2 separate regions of the Mus musculus genome follow, and region 2 is linked to region 1. A link is a contact called in public HiChIP or PLAC-seq data. All regions are on one chromosome and are shown on one strand. The core of a region is the stretch at or near the end of the contact, and the rest is flanking DNA. Distances in the headings are between cores, read along the strand shown.

Region 1 (7,668 bases), core at 2,521-5,020:
ACCAGTTCTCCACTGGAGTGAAGGTTCTTGCACTTGTCTACATGTCTACATGGATAATTCCATCATTTTTACTCTAAACTCTGTGTTTTCTATCTCTTATAAACACACACACACACACACACACACACACACACACACGCACACACACAGAGTTGTTGCCCTTCTCTGCTCTGTTGTTATCAATAGATTGGATCTTAATTTGGTGTATTGAGTCTTATTACATATCTCCAACTTAAAAGAAATAACTAGGGAGAAACAAAAATACTTTTTAAATTTTCTCAATACTGTAACCAACCTCAGCATCTAAAACAACACCTATCATTTTTACCTGCCCTCTGTGCGTTTACTGGGCTAAGAGCCTATATTATTACCTAGTCAGTGTTTGATAGCAAACTTCATGAGATCATATTTACTTGTTATCACAGTTTGCATCTACACTTTATCCACAAGATTCCCCTGATCATGATGTTAAATTTAATGATAATTAGAACACATGAAAACAACACACCAAAGACAAGTGATCTATGTCCTAGACTGAGTAAATGACTTTAGCAACAGAGGCATAGTGGTTTTGTCATTTTATTGTCCTGTATGATGTATTCAGATTAGTTGGCCTCAGAAGCAGTATGGAAATTTCACTATATTATCAGTGACTCAACACAGACAGCAAGGAGATGGCTGCCATGCACACACGTGGAGGAGAAATGTTCTCAATTAGCAATAATCTTGCCTTGGATAAACCTCATTGGCTACGATACTGCCACTGTGAAAAGCTAGGAGAAATGTTCTAAATGTAACTGTTGATGGTAGGACATTTCAAGAATCACAAATCATATTAACTGACACACATGGCCAAGGATTTGGGACTATGTACAAGAAATGATGTAAGAAGTATATCCTATTACAGTTCACAAATTATTTTTATCTTTTCTGATAATATATTCACCCCTTTCCACTATAAACACTCCTACATAGTCATGTGTTTATTTAACACCAAATATAACCTAATTTGTTACCAACACTGGAACATAACCTGCTACTTTGATGAATATTGATTTTAACAGATAATTCAGATAAGAGATGAATACTCTAATTCTTTGGTCTTTCTCCCTTCTCCTTATCTCCTCTCTCATTCTTACATGAATGCATATGCCCAACTCTATCACCAGATCCACTAAAGTCTCTCTCTCTCTCTCTCTCTCTCTCTCTCTCTCTCTCTCTCACACACACACACACACACACACATCCTGAATATATTTACAACATATCAAATGCTTGATCACACAGCCTATCCTGAGATCTGAAAGTTTCACGGACACCCAGAGTACACATCCCTCTCCCACAAATCTATAAACAAACCAGGAAAATAAAAGATTTCCAGACAGTGACTTATACAGTGAACCTACTCTGTCTATGGTGTAATTTTCACCACCTGCAATTAAAGATGTCCCCCACTTACCCTCACTCACCCATTGCTGTGGTCTAAACTTCCTTTCAACAGAGGGAAAAAAAATAAGACCCTGTAAATCCATGTGAAGGCACATTACACATAAGCCAAGATTTCAAGAGATAGAGGGTCACTAGGCCCTCTGCACATATGTAACAGTTGCTCAGCTTGGTCTTCTTGTGGGACTCCTAACGGCAGGAGCAGGGGCTGTCTCTGACTCTGTTGTCTGCCTTTGAATTCCTTTTCCCTAACTGGGATGCCTTACCTAGCTTCAGTAGGAGAATATGTGCCTAGTCTTCACTGCAAGTTGAAATGCTAAGGAGGGTTGATATCCATTGGAGGATCCTTTTGTGAGGAGAGAGGGAGGGGAGTGGAAAGGGAGAGATTGGGAAGAAAGGAGAAAGGGGAAACTGTGATAGGGATTTAAAGTATAAAAAAAAACTGAATTAATAATTTTTTAAAAAAGAGTTGAAAAGGTTAGTTCACCTGAGCTACATTGAGATTTTCACACTAGCTTGGCCTATAGGACAACTTGTCTAAGGAAGGATGGGAGTGAGGGATGAAAGAAGGGAGGGGTAAAAGAGAAAGTGAGAGATATAGAAATAGGGGGAAATGAGAGAAATTTTATGCCAGTATTACATCAGTCTAAGCTGCAGTACATACTTTAAAATGGATAGATGAATTTACTTATACTTACAATACTTAATCTCAGCAGATCTCACTTTGTGTTCTGACAGAGGGAAGACCAGAATGAACCCTCTCATACTTTCCCAGCAGCATCTTGGGCATTAACATCTTGGGGTTTTCTCTCCAAGGAATCACTCTGTCCAAATTTCATTTCCCATAAGAATCAAGCCACTCATTTTCTTTTTGTTCTAGTCATTTCATTGATGTTGAAAATAATAACATTTTGGTAAAACCTTTGGCCAATTACAAGAGAGGAAAGGGTGGCAATAATATCAAAGGTGGGGCAGCGCCACAGCAGTTCTTGAGAAATCCAACATATAGTGAATGCAGAAAGTCATGAAACTTAGAGTAATATACTGCAAATTAAAATGACGAGCTTTAAGCTGAGTTCTACTGACACCGTGGATCATTTGTGATCAAACATGGAGTCTGAACCAGGCATGGCATTGCACACCTTTGACCCCAACACTCAGGAGGCAGAGGCAGGAGGATCTCTGTGAGTTCAAGGCCACATCAACTACCAATTGAGTCCAGGACAGATAGGACTAAGAAACCCTGTCTCAAAATATAAAACAAGACAAAACAACATGGAAATTGAGCAATAGGGGTGAGAGTTTGGCTAATTTACCTGTAGGGACTGCTGTTTATATACAGCAAGTGGGCCTATTGAAATACAGCATACCATCTAAACAGTTCATTTATGACATTTGTGACTAATATGATTTCTGAGTGAAAATTGAGTAATCATATTGTCTATGGCAAACCATCAAACTGCTAAAATCAACTTTAGATTCATTAGTCTTTATCTCAATATTTTTGTTTAAATATTGTCCTTGTTTTCTATCTGCCAGAGCTATTTCCCAAATTGCCAACTGTGTTAATGAATCTGCATCCAAGTCAGTTTCCTGTGCCTACACTGATTCCAAGAACTCTTGCTTGGATCCCCAGTGGGATGGGAGGACTTTAGAGCTTGCAAACAAGAAAAACTCAGGGGCTTCCACTCCTAATAACTAAAAGGTTTGACCATAAGACCTCTTGGAACATTTCTTACCAGAGCTCCTCATCTCACTGTGTTACTGAACTCCCTAGCTGAAGACAACCTTGAACTCCTTCCAAAATCCTATATGTCCTGGAGACTGGGTTTATAAGTGTGCACCCCAAGTGATAATTATTGGTAGACCTAACTCATAAAACTTATCCATGGAGTTTGCCTGGGTCTTATTTCCAGAACTCATGTGGCAATTGATAGGACCAGTATCACAAGTTCCAGGGTGTCAGATGCCCACTTCTAGCCTCTGCTGTCACCAGGCATTCATGAGGTGCACATACATAAATATAAGCAAAACATCAGTACACATAAAACAAAACGAAAAAAAAACCGTTTTGTTTGTTTTAGAGAACATACTGATCCTAGAATATTAAAAATGTTCTAGGAAACGTGACATTAAGTACTCAGTGTAGGAGAACAGAGATCAAATCCAAGCCCAGTTTCCAGGTTTAACCCAGCATTGGAGATTCCCCCATTTCCTCTGAGGTTTCACTTCTCTGTAACTCTGTAAACTTTGTCGGGTACTTTTGCCCGGATACTGATGACGCTTCTCCAATTCCCATTCTAATTGGTTGGCGTGTACTTAGCGAATCTAATCAGGGCTACCACGGGAAGGATGGGGTCCTCAAGCAACCGCGCTCTCCTGCACATGGTGGTGGTCTCTTTGGCTGTTACCCAAACAGGTTCTGGTGAGTTCAGGGGTCGGGAAGTAAATAACCTCTAAAGAGAGGATCACGGCATCGGGACCAGGTGCTCGGGGATCCCTTTTCTGCCGGGACCTGAGTTCCGCTCCCTGCCCCACCCCCAACCCAATGCTTGTTCACTGGCCCGGGGTTATCAGGGAAGAGTTCTGAAGTTACCCTGCCTCGCCCCCAGGCTCACATTCACTGCGCTATTTCCACACTGCGGTGTCACGGCCGGGCCGTGGGGAGCCCCAGTATATCTCTGTGGGCTATGTTGACGACGTGCAGTTTCAGCGCTGTGATAGCATTGAGGAAATTCCGAGGATGGAACCTCGTGCACCTTGGATGGAGAAGGAAAGACCAGAGTACTGGAAGGAGCTGAAACTCAAGGTCAAGAATATTGCACAAAGTGCCAGAGCAAACCTTCGGACCCTGCTCCGCTACTACAACCAGAGTGAAGGCGGTGAGTGACCCTAAGCCTGGGTCAGACTCCTTCCTGTCTGTCTACTGCCAAACCAGAGTAGCCCTGGGTGCCAGGTTAGATGTTTGGAGTTGGGCTTCAGAGCTCTCAGAAACCTTTAACCGGTTTCACTTTCAGTTTAGGTCCAAATCCTGTTGGCGGGCGGAGCAGGGTGAGGTGGCTAAGGCTGACACCCTGTTTGTGGCTAGGCTCTCACATCCTGCAGTGGATGGTTTCCTGTGAGGTAGGGCCAGACATGCGCCTTCTTGGAGCCCACTATCAGGCTGCGTATGATGGCTCAGATTACATCACCCTGAATGAAGACCTGAGCTCCTGGACTGCAGTGGACATGGTGTCTCAGATCACGAAGAGCCGTTTAGAGTCAGCTGGCACAGCAGAGTACTTCAGGGCCTATGTGGAGGGAGAGTGCCTGGAGCTGCTCCACAGATTCCTGCGGAATGGCAAGGAGATTCTTCAGCGAGCAGGTATGAGGAACAACTAGGAACCACTTTTAGTAAGCAAAGATAACCCCCTCAAACATACAAGTGAGGCTCTTGATGTCTGGGGAGGGAGGAAATACCAGATCCGCTGGAATACTGCACAAGGAGGAGGAAGAGTGGTACTGGCCTTCCTGATCCAACATCAGAGAGTGACTGTCCCCAGGGCTGACCCTACTTTCAGAACATTTGAATCTGTCCCAGAATGGAAGGAGAAAACACCCTGAGATACACAACCAACCACTTCCATTCAGTCTGCAGCTCATTGTGTACCATGGCCTCTTTCAGGTCTGGTTCTCTCAACACCCCTAATGTCTTTGGAAGTCACACTGCACTAATGCTGTGAGTCTCTGCTCAACCTAATCAGGACTAGAGATGGGAAATGTGAAGCTCCCTACTAGATTTTCTCTTAGGGCTTCTATTGCTACAAAGAAACACCATGGCCAAAAGCAAGTTGGGGAAGAAAGGGTTTATTTGGCTTACCCTTTCAGCACTGTTTGTCATTGAAGAAAGTCAGGACAGAAAGTCAAATAACTGATCTACATGACATGGAGGAGTGCTGCTTCCTGTCTTGCACCCCATGGCTTGCTCAGCCTGCTTTCTTATAGAACCCAGACCTCAAGCCCAGCGATGGAACCACCCACAATGAGTTGGGCCCCACAGCATCAATCACTAATTAAGAAAATGACCTCTAGTCTTGCCTACAATTTGATCTTATGCTGTCATTTTGTTAACGGAGATTCCCTCCTCTCATATAACTTTAGTTTGTGTCAAGTTGACATAAAACTATCCAGTGCACTAACCCTGATTTTAGAACATTCCAAGGAATGGATCATGATAGGTCCCTGGATCCAGACTCCCGTATGGTGCTTACATCCCTCCTGTGCCCTAATTCTGTCCATCCAGAGGATGCTCCTATGATCTCCAATGACTCTCCAAAAATAATGCAAAATACTTGAATTTTCCACCTTTCCCCCACCCAGATCCCCCAAAGGCACATGTGGCCCATCACCCGAGACCCAAAGGTGATGTTACCTTGAGGTGCTGGGCTCTGGGCTTCTACCCTGCTGACATCACCCTGACCTGGCAGAAGGATGAAGAGGACCTGACCCAGGACATGGAGCTTGTGGAAACGAGGCCTTCAGGGGATGGAACCTTCCAGAAGTGGGCAGCTGTGGTGGTGCCTTCTGGAGAGGAGCAGAGATACACATGTTATGTGCACCATGAGGGGCTAACCGAGCCCCTTGCCCTGAAATGGGGTAAGGAAGAGAAGGGTAACAGAGTCAAGGAAAGAAGGAGCCTAGATTAAGATCAGAACTGAGAACTGGGCATCATGACTCTCACCCTCCACTCCTTTCCCAGGAAGATCGTCTCAATCATCTGTCGTCATCATGGTCATCGTTGCTAGTCTGGTTCTCCTGGGAGGTGTGATCACTATTGTTGTGGTGTGCAAGAGGAGGGGTGCAGGTAAGCAAAAGGGTTGACTGAGTCCTTTTTCTCACCTCTGGACTCCAGGTCTTAGTTGGAATTGTTCCTGCCTGTTCACTGGGTAGACATTTGGCCCACCATCTCAAAAGACACAATAGTTTATTTTATGTTATTGTCTATCTATGAGTATATGATGTAGATGCTGTGTTTATAATGTAGGTATACGCTAGTCATATATGTATGTATGTATGTACATACATATGTGTGTATGTGTCCATGTGTATGTTTATGTGTATGTATGTGTAAGCCAGTGGTCAGTACTGTATGTCTCCCTCCATACTTCTTATCTTTTTTTTGAGATAGGATCTTACTAATTTGGTTAGATCAGCTAGCCAGTAAACTCCAGGGATTCTCCTATTTCTGCTTCCCTAGTACTGAGATTATAGATGTGAATCAACCACATGCAGACAGACTCAATATACACAGTTTAGACAACTTACATCTAAATCACAAATAACTAAATGTTAAAAGATCAAATTTCCAAAATTACAATTCTGGGAAAATATTTTTTTGATTCATGTAAAGACTTTTAGCTACATTTTGAAGAGGTGTTTACTTAAGATGCATAAAGTATCAGAGAGGTCTCCTTATTCATGTTTGCATGGGTATAGTAATGAAAGTCACACTGATGTACATTTATGAACAATTAACTAGGAAGAAGTATCACAAACAAATGCTAGCCTTGCCTGAGTCTCTGTGCTGACAATCTGCTGTGCATAGGATCGTGGGAAAGAAAAGACATAATCAGAGTGGAAGGTTCCTGCTGAGAACAGATCCTCCAAAAGACTTTATTACACTTCCTTTATATCTTACATGTTCTACATCCTTCCCTGAGCCTGCAGTCCTAGTTCTATCGGCTTCCCTGGGGCTAGGATTAAGGCTTTTCATAGACTTTCATGGCCCTGCTGCCTCCCTGGCCTCTTACCCACTGTTTTCTTTCCACAGGGGAAAGATGAATCAGTTATACTCAGACTGCCAGTAAGTATGGTGGGATATGGTTCCTGATATGAGATAAGGTGGACAGGAGCCCATGGGGCAACACAGCCAGCTCATCTTGTGGTGTCTGATCAAGTCTCATTTGTTCTGTTAAAGGCAGGAACAGTGATTAAGTTCTGATGCTTCTTTCACCATTTAGAAAGGTAAGAAGTTGCCGGGCCTAACCTGTAGCATGTGGTGGAACAGAGGATAGACCCCTGGGTTATGGGGACTCTAACAATGGGACATTTGAGCTGAGTACTTTAGAGTATCACACCTCCCAGGAAAGTTTGAATTTCTTCTATTTTCTTCCCCAGTATGAAAGAAAGCCTTGCCTTGTGTGGGACTGAGTTTACAGCATGTGTTCTGATCTCTCCTTCTGT
Region 2 (7,668 bases), core at 2,378-4,877, 260 kb after region 1:
TTATTGGGCTCTTGTGTTAAGATTTTACATGTTTTTTTTTAATGTGCTTTCAGTGACAGGTAATGGCCAATACACTTTCCCCCAGTTGTCTGCAGAAGGTATAGTTTAGATGACCTGGACAATGCAAAGATTCTGCATTTCTAAGGCTGTTCTCTTCAGTACTTTCTATAAAGAGAGTCATTAGATTCCTTAGACATGAAAGTTCCTTAAGAGAGAGGACATTTTTCGCTTAAACGTTTGGAATAAATTTCCCTGTAGGTGCTTAAAAACTGTCCTTGAGTTCTCACCATGCAAGATTCCTAAAAATAAAATAAAATAAAATAAAATAAAATAAAATGAATCTTTTTTCTTTTTTCTCGTGTTATATGGTCTAGTTTTGCAAGAGAAGAAAAAAGGGTCACTTTCCCTGTACTTCTGAGTGAGCACTTATTTTTTTTATTGGTGATTTATTGTGCCCAGGCTGTTTGGTGCTGAGTTAGCCTATCTCATTCAGGAAATAGTTACAAAATTTTATTCTAGATTTGGAAACAGAAATATTTCTGGTTTTAGTGTGGATTTGTTAAGTGTCTGACCTTAGTTATTCTTTATAATGGCAAGTTTTTTAACTTCTCTCATTTCTAATATGATGGTTTTTAGGAACTTTCCCCCAAGATTTTCAGCATTCCAACCATGTAAAAGGCAAGAACTTTTCTTTCCTTTCCTTTTTCCTTTCTTTCTTCCTTGGAAATTTTACTAGTGTCTGACATTCCAAAAGGGTTGGGTTATTGCTCACTTTTTAAACACATACATTCATTACTTTACTAGAAAATACTTAAGGTGGGGTATGTATTCTGAAAAGATTTATCACTGGAATAGATGATTAAAGTCAGAAAAATAAACAGATTATACTTAATTTTCATAGCTGATCTTGAACCAAAGGCCCCTGAGTTTCCAAGAAGGGAAAAACATCTTTTTGTAACTGAATGTAAAGGTGTCATTTAAATTGAGGTTTGAATAAATAAAGACTGACAGACAGAAATAGGGTTAGGAAGAAACATACAGGTTATGTGTCTATAAATACTAGACTTATGAAGCCTGTCTTGGGAAAACTGTCAAGGCTGTAACCCTAGTGGAGAAATATTCATGGTTTCAGTTATTCTATGTATCTGCTTTACCATGAGAGAGCTTGCTGATGAACGAGAACAAAGAAGAGAAAAGAAGATATCAGGGCACAGGATACTTGGTGTGAGACTAGTTGTCAAAACCTATGTGCCTCAGAGCCTCAGTTTGCTCTCTGAGTGTGAAACAGACACTGAAGAGGGAAGAGAACTGTCACCCTGTTGCTCCCTCTGTCACTAGGCTCTAGATTGCTGATATCATAAGGCCTTTTCATGAAGAAACAGTCATCCACACGAAAAGTTTCTCATGAAATCATCTCAGTGGGTAACTAGGGTTTTTCTTGGACTTACAAACAACATCCTTGCATGAGGCTTTATACTTCAACTCTGATTTAGAGCTCCCTGGGTTTCTTTATTCTATTTTTGTCCTTGTCTTTCTTTTATGTATAGATAATGAGTGTGGCAAATTAATTGAGGCCTTAAAAATGTTCATCTCCTTATCCCTTCCTTTCTTTCATCTGCTTCCATTCACATGTATGTTGATATACCACGATTTATCTTTGTAGTTCATACATTCCTGTTACGTGAAATATTACAAAAAGAACTAGCAAACTCTCAGGAGGGTCAGGCCATGCTCCTGTGCTCCTGGTGCTGCTGCCTACTCTCTGGGGCTTCTAAAGTTCAACTACTAATTCTCTTAATATTTACTTGGGTATCTCAAAGATGCCTCCAGTTGCACATAGCCACAACTGAAACATGATCTACACCAGCTATATTCTACGGACCACTGTCTTTGTTTCATTGAGAAACTCCACAGGCCATTTTTTAAACTAGGAGCACAGGACACAGATGATGGCTTCAAATGGACTGAAATGTGACTCTCAATATTGCCATATTTTAATCAGTATCATTTCAAGAAAATTATTTAACCCCTGTATCTTTTCTAACATGAAGGAGATCCCCTCAGAATTATCCCATGTCTCATTTAAAAAGTATTTAACATAATTCTATTATCATCCTAGACCTGTATTCCTTGCTCATTTTGAATTTTAGAGATGATATTCCCTGATGTCACCCAGCTTCTTGATGTCTTTTCAACCCAGTTCTCTAGAGTGAAGTTCAATGACCCTTTTCTGGATGACTGAAAGAGCAAATCCATTGGGCTCATTTCATCTGCTTCTCCCCACCCACACCCTGATTTCATTGTCTGTACCCTTGCTTTATTTTGACAAATATTTAATATTTTATTTTGGGAACACTTGTCTTTCTCAGAACACAGACATCTCATGACCTTGTATTTTTTCCTATTACTCTTATATCTTAATGATTTCATCTTTCCCGAAGAAGTCTCTTGCCTTTGCTCCCTGAAGTGCAGCATCTTTGCTTACATTAAGGTCTCATGCTTCCCCTACACCTGGCTCCTTTTCATGTGCCCTTGTTTTTATGTGAAGAGATTTCTACTTTTAGCTCCTGATCTACTCAACTCATGTTCATGTTCATTCATGAGGCTCAAATAAATTTTTTCTGGGAAGTTTTTGTATTCAGACTAGGTCATCTTCTTTACTGTTTTCCTTTACAGTGGTAATTATGCTTATTAGATATTATGAAATTATTTTATGCAAGATAACCTTCAGTATATCATTCTAGGGCATGGTTAAATTCTGTCTTGTCATCTGTAGTAAACATGCCCATATGTGGCATACAGAGTTATGAAAATATGCTTGCTAAATAAAATGAACAGAAAACATGAGCCTATATAATTGGCTTAATTCTTCCACAGAAGCCCAAATTAAAAAAAAATAATAATAAAAGCAGAGCAGATATAAGAAGTAGATAAGATGTGAATCGGAAAATAGGATTTGGAGATTTTTCTTGAGTGGAATGAATGTTGTGCTACAAATTTCACTTATTCTGGTGATGAGAGATATTACACTATAAAAATGAAAAACTTTTTCCAATTTTCCTTTCCCACCACTGAAAACTCTTCACAGTAGTTCACAAAAAGTGAGGGGAGTTTTTAAAAATACAGACAGATTGGTTTGCAAACTTGTAATTGAAATGTATAAAATTGTATATGTCACAGAAATCAATGAAATACATACTTTGAATAAATAAGCAATATTTTTCATTTATTGACATTAAAAAGGAAAACATTTTATTTATCTCAACTTTTTTATTTATGTAATTATTATCACACACATATATGGTGTAATTTTGTAATTGAACTGTTATGTAGTAATTCTTCTTGCAATTAAAATATTTTATGAAAAGAGAAGCCTTAAAAATAGAATCCCACTGTGATCTTTCTCAGTTTAAAATGTTAGTATTATATATCCATAGGAACTTGATTCCTGGGAGAAACACTGAGAGTATGCACATATATCTTGAGAGGCAGGTATGGGTTGTGTCTTGCAAAGAACTGCTTCATTCGTGGTTCAGTATCCAATGTAGTCGGTGGTGACATTATTGGTACTAGCACTTGCTTTGTTGTTTTGCAGACTATTATCAATGCACCTGTTTGTCAAATTCACAAAGGCAAACCAGCTGACATCATGGAAGGAAAGAATCAAACAGCTCCATCTGAATTCATCATCTTGGGGTTCGACCACCTGAATGAATTGCAGTATTTACTCTTCACCATCTTCTTTCTGACCTACATATGCACTTTAGGAGGCAATGTTTTTATCATTGTGGTGACCATAGCTGATTCCCACCTACACACACCCATGTATTATTTCCTAGGAAATCTTGCCCTTATTGACATCTGCTACACTACTACTAATGTCCCCCAGATGATGGTGCATCTTCTGTCAGAGAAGAAAATCATTTCCTATGGAGGCTGTGTGACCCAGCTCTTTGCATTCATTTTCTTTGTTGGCTCAGAGTGTCTCCTCCTGGCAGCAATGGCATATGATCGATATATTGCTATCTGTAAGCCGTTAAGGTACTCATTTATTATGAACAAGGCCCTGTGCAGCTGGTTAGCAGCCTCATGCTGGACATGTGGGTTTCTCAACTCAGTGTTGCACACCGTTCTGACCTTCCACCTGCCCTTCTGTGGTAACAATCAGATCAATTATTTCTTCTGTGACATACCTCCCTTGCTCATCTTGTCTTGTGGTGATACTTCCCTCAATGAACTGGCTTTGCTGTCCATTGGGATCCTCATAGGCTGGACTCCTTTCCTGTGCATCATCCTTTCCTACCTTTACATCATCTCCACCATCCTGAGGATCCGTTCCTCTGAGGGGAGACAGAAAGCCTTTTCCACCTGTGCCTCCCACCTGCTCATTGTTATTCTCTATTATGGCAGTGCTATCTTCACGTATGTGAGGCCCATCTCATCTTACTCGCTAGAGAAAGACAGATTGATCTCAGTGCTGTATAGTGTTTTCACACCCATGCTGAATCCTATAATTTATGCACTGAGGAATAAGGACATCAAAGAGGCTGTGAAGGCCATAGGGAGAAAGTGGCAGCCACCTGTTTTCTCTTCTGATATGTAACATCTCTTATGTGTGGTCAATGATCTTACATTAGAAATTTAACTTTTTCACCATGCAGTTGTTGCTAGTTACAATGACTTAAAATCTTCTTGCGATATTTGAAAACTGAAGAGTTGGCACACTGAACCTTAAGTGTACGTTTCTGTTTTGTTAGTCTCTAATTGAGTTACTTATTTAGTTTCTGTCCTTTTTATTTGTCTTCTCCATTTTGGAATCCTCGTCTAAAGATGGTTCCTCTCTCATTCCATTTCTATTTGCTTGATAGACTTCATGGCTTATTACTTGTGAAAGTCTGTCCTCTGAGCCAAGCAACTGCCATCTTGGAACATTAAGCTGAACCCCCTTGCAAAATATCATCCCATTTGGGATTGTTTACTGTTTACATCCTCTCATGGAAGAGTGCAAGGACCACAAGACCCTACTTGAGTATCCACATGCTCCCTACCACCTGTTGTATACTACATGGATGCAGGGAGAAGTTAGAGTATATAGGCCAGAAGATCAGGGGAGGAGTTTCCATTCATGGGACTATGGGTAGGTATCTGTCAGGGTTCTCTATAGTCACAGAACTTATGGAATATCTCTATATTATTAAATGAATTCATTGTAATGATTTACATTCTGTAGTCTAACAAACCCAACAATGGACAGCTGTGAATGTGAAATCCAGAAGCCTAGTAGTTGCTCAGTACACAAGGCTAGCTGTTTCATCTGGTTTTCCAGCTGGAACAGCTGGAACATCTGGATTTCCAGCTGGAACAGCTGGAATCCTGAATAGGTAGGTTACAACAGATGTGCTGGAAAGTAAGTGCAAGCAGCCAAGGAAGAATGAATCTTCCCTCTTCCAATGACCTTATGTAGGCCTCCAGAAGAAGGTGTAACCTACGTTAAAGGTGTGTACTACCTCACCTGGATCTGGAACTTGCTTTGTTCCAGGCTGACATTGAAGTCTGCTTGCCTCAGTCTCCCGGAATTAAAGGCATGTACTACCTTGCTTGGGCCTAAGCTTTATATAGCCACTATACCTCAAAATCTCCATGTCAAGATCCAGGTCAAAAACCTGTATCTTCCAGCCTCAAGATCTGGTAAACCCTCCATTTCTGGATTGTAGTTCATTCCAGAGGTAGTCAAGTTGATAACCAGGAATAGTGATCACAGGGTACCTCATTCCTGCTAGGTAATGCCTTTCAGATGCAGCCTATTGGAGGAGAAACCTCCAAACTCCTGTATTCACCTATGTTCTGTAAGCTCAATAAACTAATTCCCATAGTGAACTTTGGCATAATTGGGTTTGCTAACTCTTAGGACATTAAAAATGTGGAGACATTGCTTATATCTCTCTGGCAAGGGATTTTAGCAACAATACTATATTTCATGTAAGTAAAAGAAATGAGAGACCCGTGAGATGATCCAGCAGGTAGTCACTTTCTGTCAAGCTTGGTGATCTGAGTTTGATCCAAGGGTCCCATGTGACAACCTACAAATTGTTTTCTAGCCTTCATATACACAATTTGGCATGTATGTGAACACACACACACACACACACACACACACACACACACATTGCTGAAAAGACAGTAAGGTATTTCAGTTCATATTCATAGTTCTTTCAAAAGATGGACTATCCCAATAAAATTTGTTTTAGGTTTACAGAGCTATGTTATAGAGTATCTTAAGCTTAGGAAACATTTTTCTAAAAATGCCGAACACCATGATATATAAAACATATACAAAATGAATTATAATTTTTGAGAGGGAGTAAAGTTTTTAGTTATGTAACAAGTAATCAGAAAAGGTATGTATGAGTATTTAATTACTGTTTTTATATTTTATTATCAATCAAGGAAGAGCTACAGACCAATTTTCTAGTGAACATAACTACAAAACACTTGTGATCTAAATTCAAGATCACATGAAAATTATACAGTCTCCAAATTGGTATTATTGTTTGGAGACAAGGCTGGTTCAGCATGTGCAGACATTGGTTGGGAGTCTTTAGAGGAAGCAGAATATAATAGAACACACACACACACACACACACACACACAGAGGCATGCACACACACAGATACACAATATGGCTAAATTGTTCAGTAACAGCAGTACCATGGCTAAAATCTCAGTACTTAGTTGTTGCTCAGTCTATAACATTAGGTGCCTGAGTAGTTTGAGTAGTCAAATAATGGCTATCTCACACTAAGAGGGCAAGTTCCCAAGAAAGGGTGCCCCAACAGTCCTGGAGTTGAAATTTGGAAGGGTCCTGGAGATCCACTGGTCCTAAGTCCATGTTGGAAACCTGGAAAATTTGTCCTGACATCAGCAAAGATAGCAACAGTAGCAAGCAAGTAAATTAACCCAGCAGTGAAAGGGAAAGTCAAGTGAGTAGAGGGCAAACAATCTTCCTTCTTCTATGCATCCTTTTATGTCTAGGCTACCACCAGAAGGTGTCACTCACATTTGGAGTGGACCTTTCCATACCAATTAAGATGATCAAGACAGTTTCACAATCGAGGATCCCTGCTGAGATGATTCAAAGTTGTACTACAATGGCCTTTAAAACCAAAAATCACCATGTGCAAATCAAACACATACTATACAGTATTAATAGACTTAATGGCAAAAAATGACATAATTAACATGAGATGTAGAAAAAGCATCTGCCAATGTACAACAGCTTCATGATAAAATGTATTGAAGAAAACAGGGATAGACAGAACATACCTCCAAACAATAAATACTGTACATATGACAAATGCATAAACATTGTACTAGATATGGAGAATTATGATCACCACCTCTAGCATCTGTAACAGGACAAAGATGATAATCCTTTCTACATTTATTGAGAACAACAATCAAAGTTTTAGTTTGAACAATAAAATAAGAGTGCAAAGTAGATATTAGCTTTGCCTATTTGTAAATGGCATGAATCTATACTTAAAATACCCCACAGAGTCGCCAGAAGAATTTAGATATGATAAATAGTTTTTAAAAAGTTACCTGACAAAAAAATCAATGCACAGAATCAATATTTTATTTATACCAATAACAAGCTTGGGAGAAAAT

What was found. HiChIP or PLAC-seq counts read pairs in DNA pulled down with a chosen protein or histone mark.
Region 2: an H3K27ac HiChIP or PLAC-seq map of bone marrow-derived dendritic cells shows a contact between it and region 1, with 5 times the contacts expected there. The contact joins the promoter of Olfr111 here to the promoter of H2-M3 in region 1. A contact is called at or near these places in 2 of 484 Hi-C or Micro-C datasets (bone marrow-derived macrophages and cerebral cortex), 4 of 115 datasets of contacts at active chromatin or transcription factors (bone marrow-derived dendritic cells, bone marrow-derived macrophages and microglia) and 2 of 9 other capture datasets (adipose tissue and macrophages).

Annotation. Positions count from the first base shown.
Region 1 is chr17:37,266,464-37,274,131 of GRCm38.p6, forward strand. H2-M3 (histocompatibility 2, M region locus 3) reads left to right here and starts at 3,771. Exons shown (of 8, transcript NM_013819.2): 1 at 3,771-3,871; 2 at 4,059-4,328; 3 at 4,535-4,810; 4 at 5,806-6,081; 5 at 6,185-6,289; 6 at 7,256-7,288; 7 at 7,403-7,449. The coding sequence starts at 3,799. The coding sequence ends at 7,266. It also overlaps the pseudogene Gm25104.
Region 2 is chr17:37,526,330-37,533,997 of GRCm38.p6, forward strand. It overlaps Olfr111 (olfactory receptor 111), which reads left to right and starts at 3,628. Exons shown (of 1, transcript NM_001005485.2): 1 at 3,628-4,668. The coding sequence starts at 3,650. The coding sequence ends at 4,603.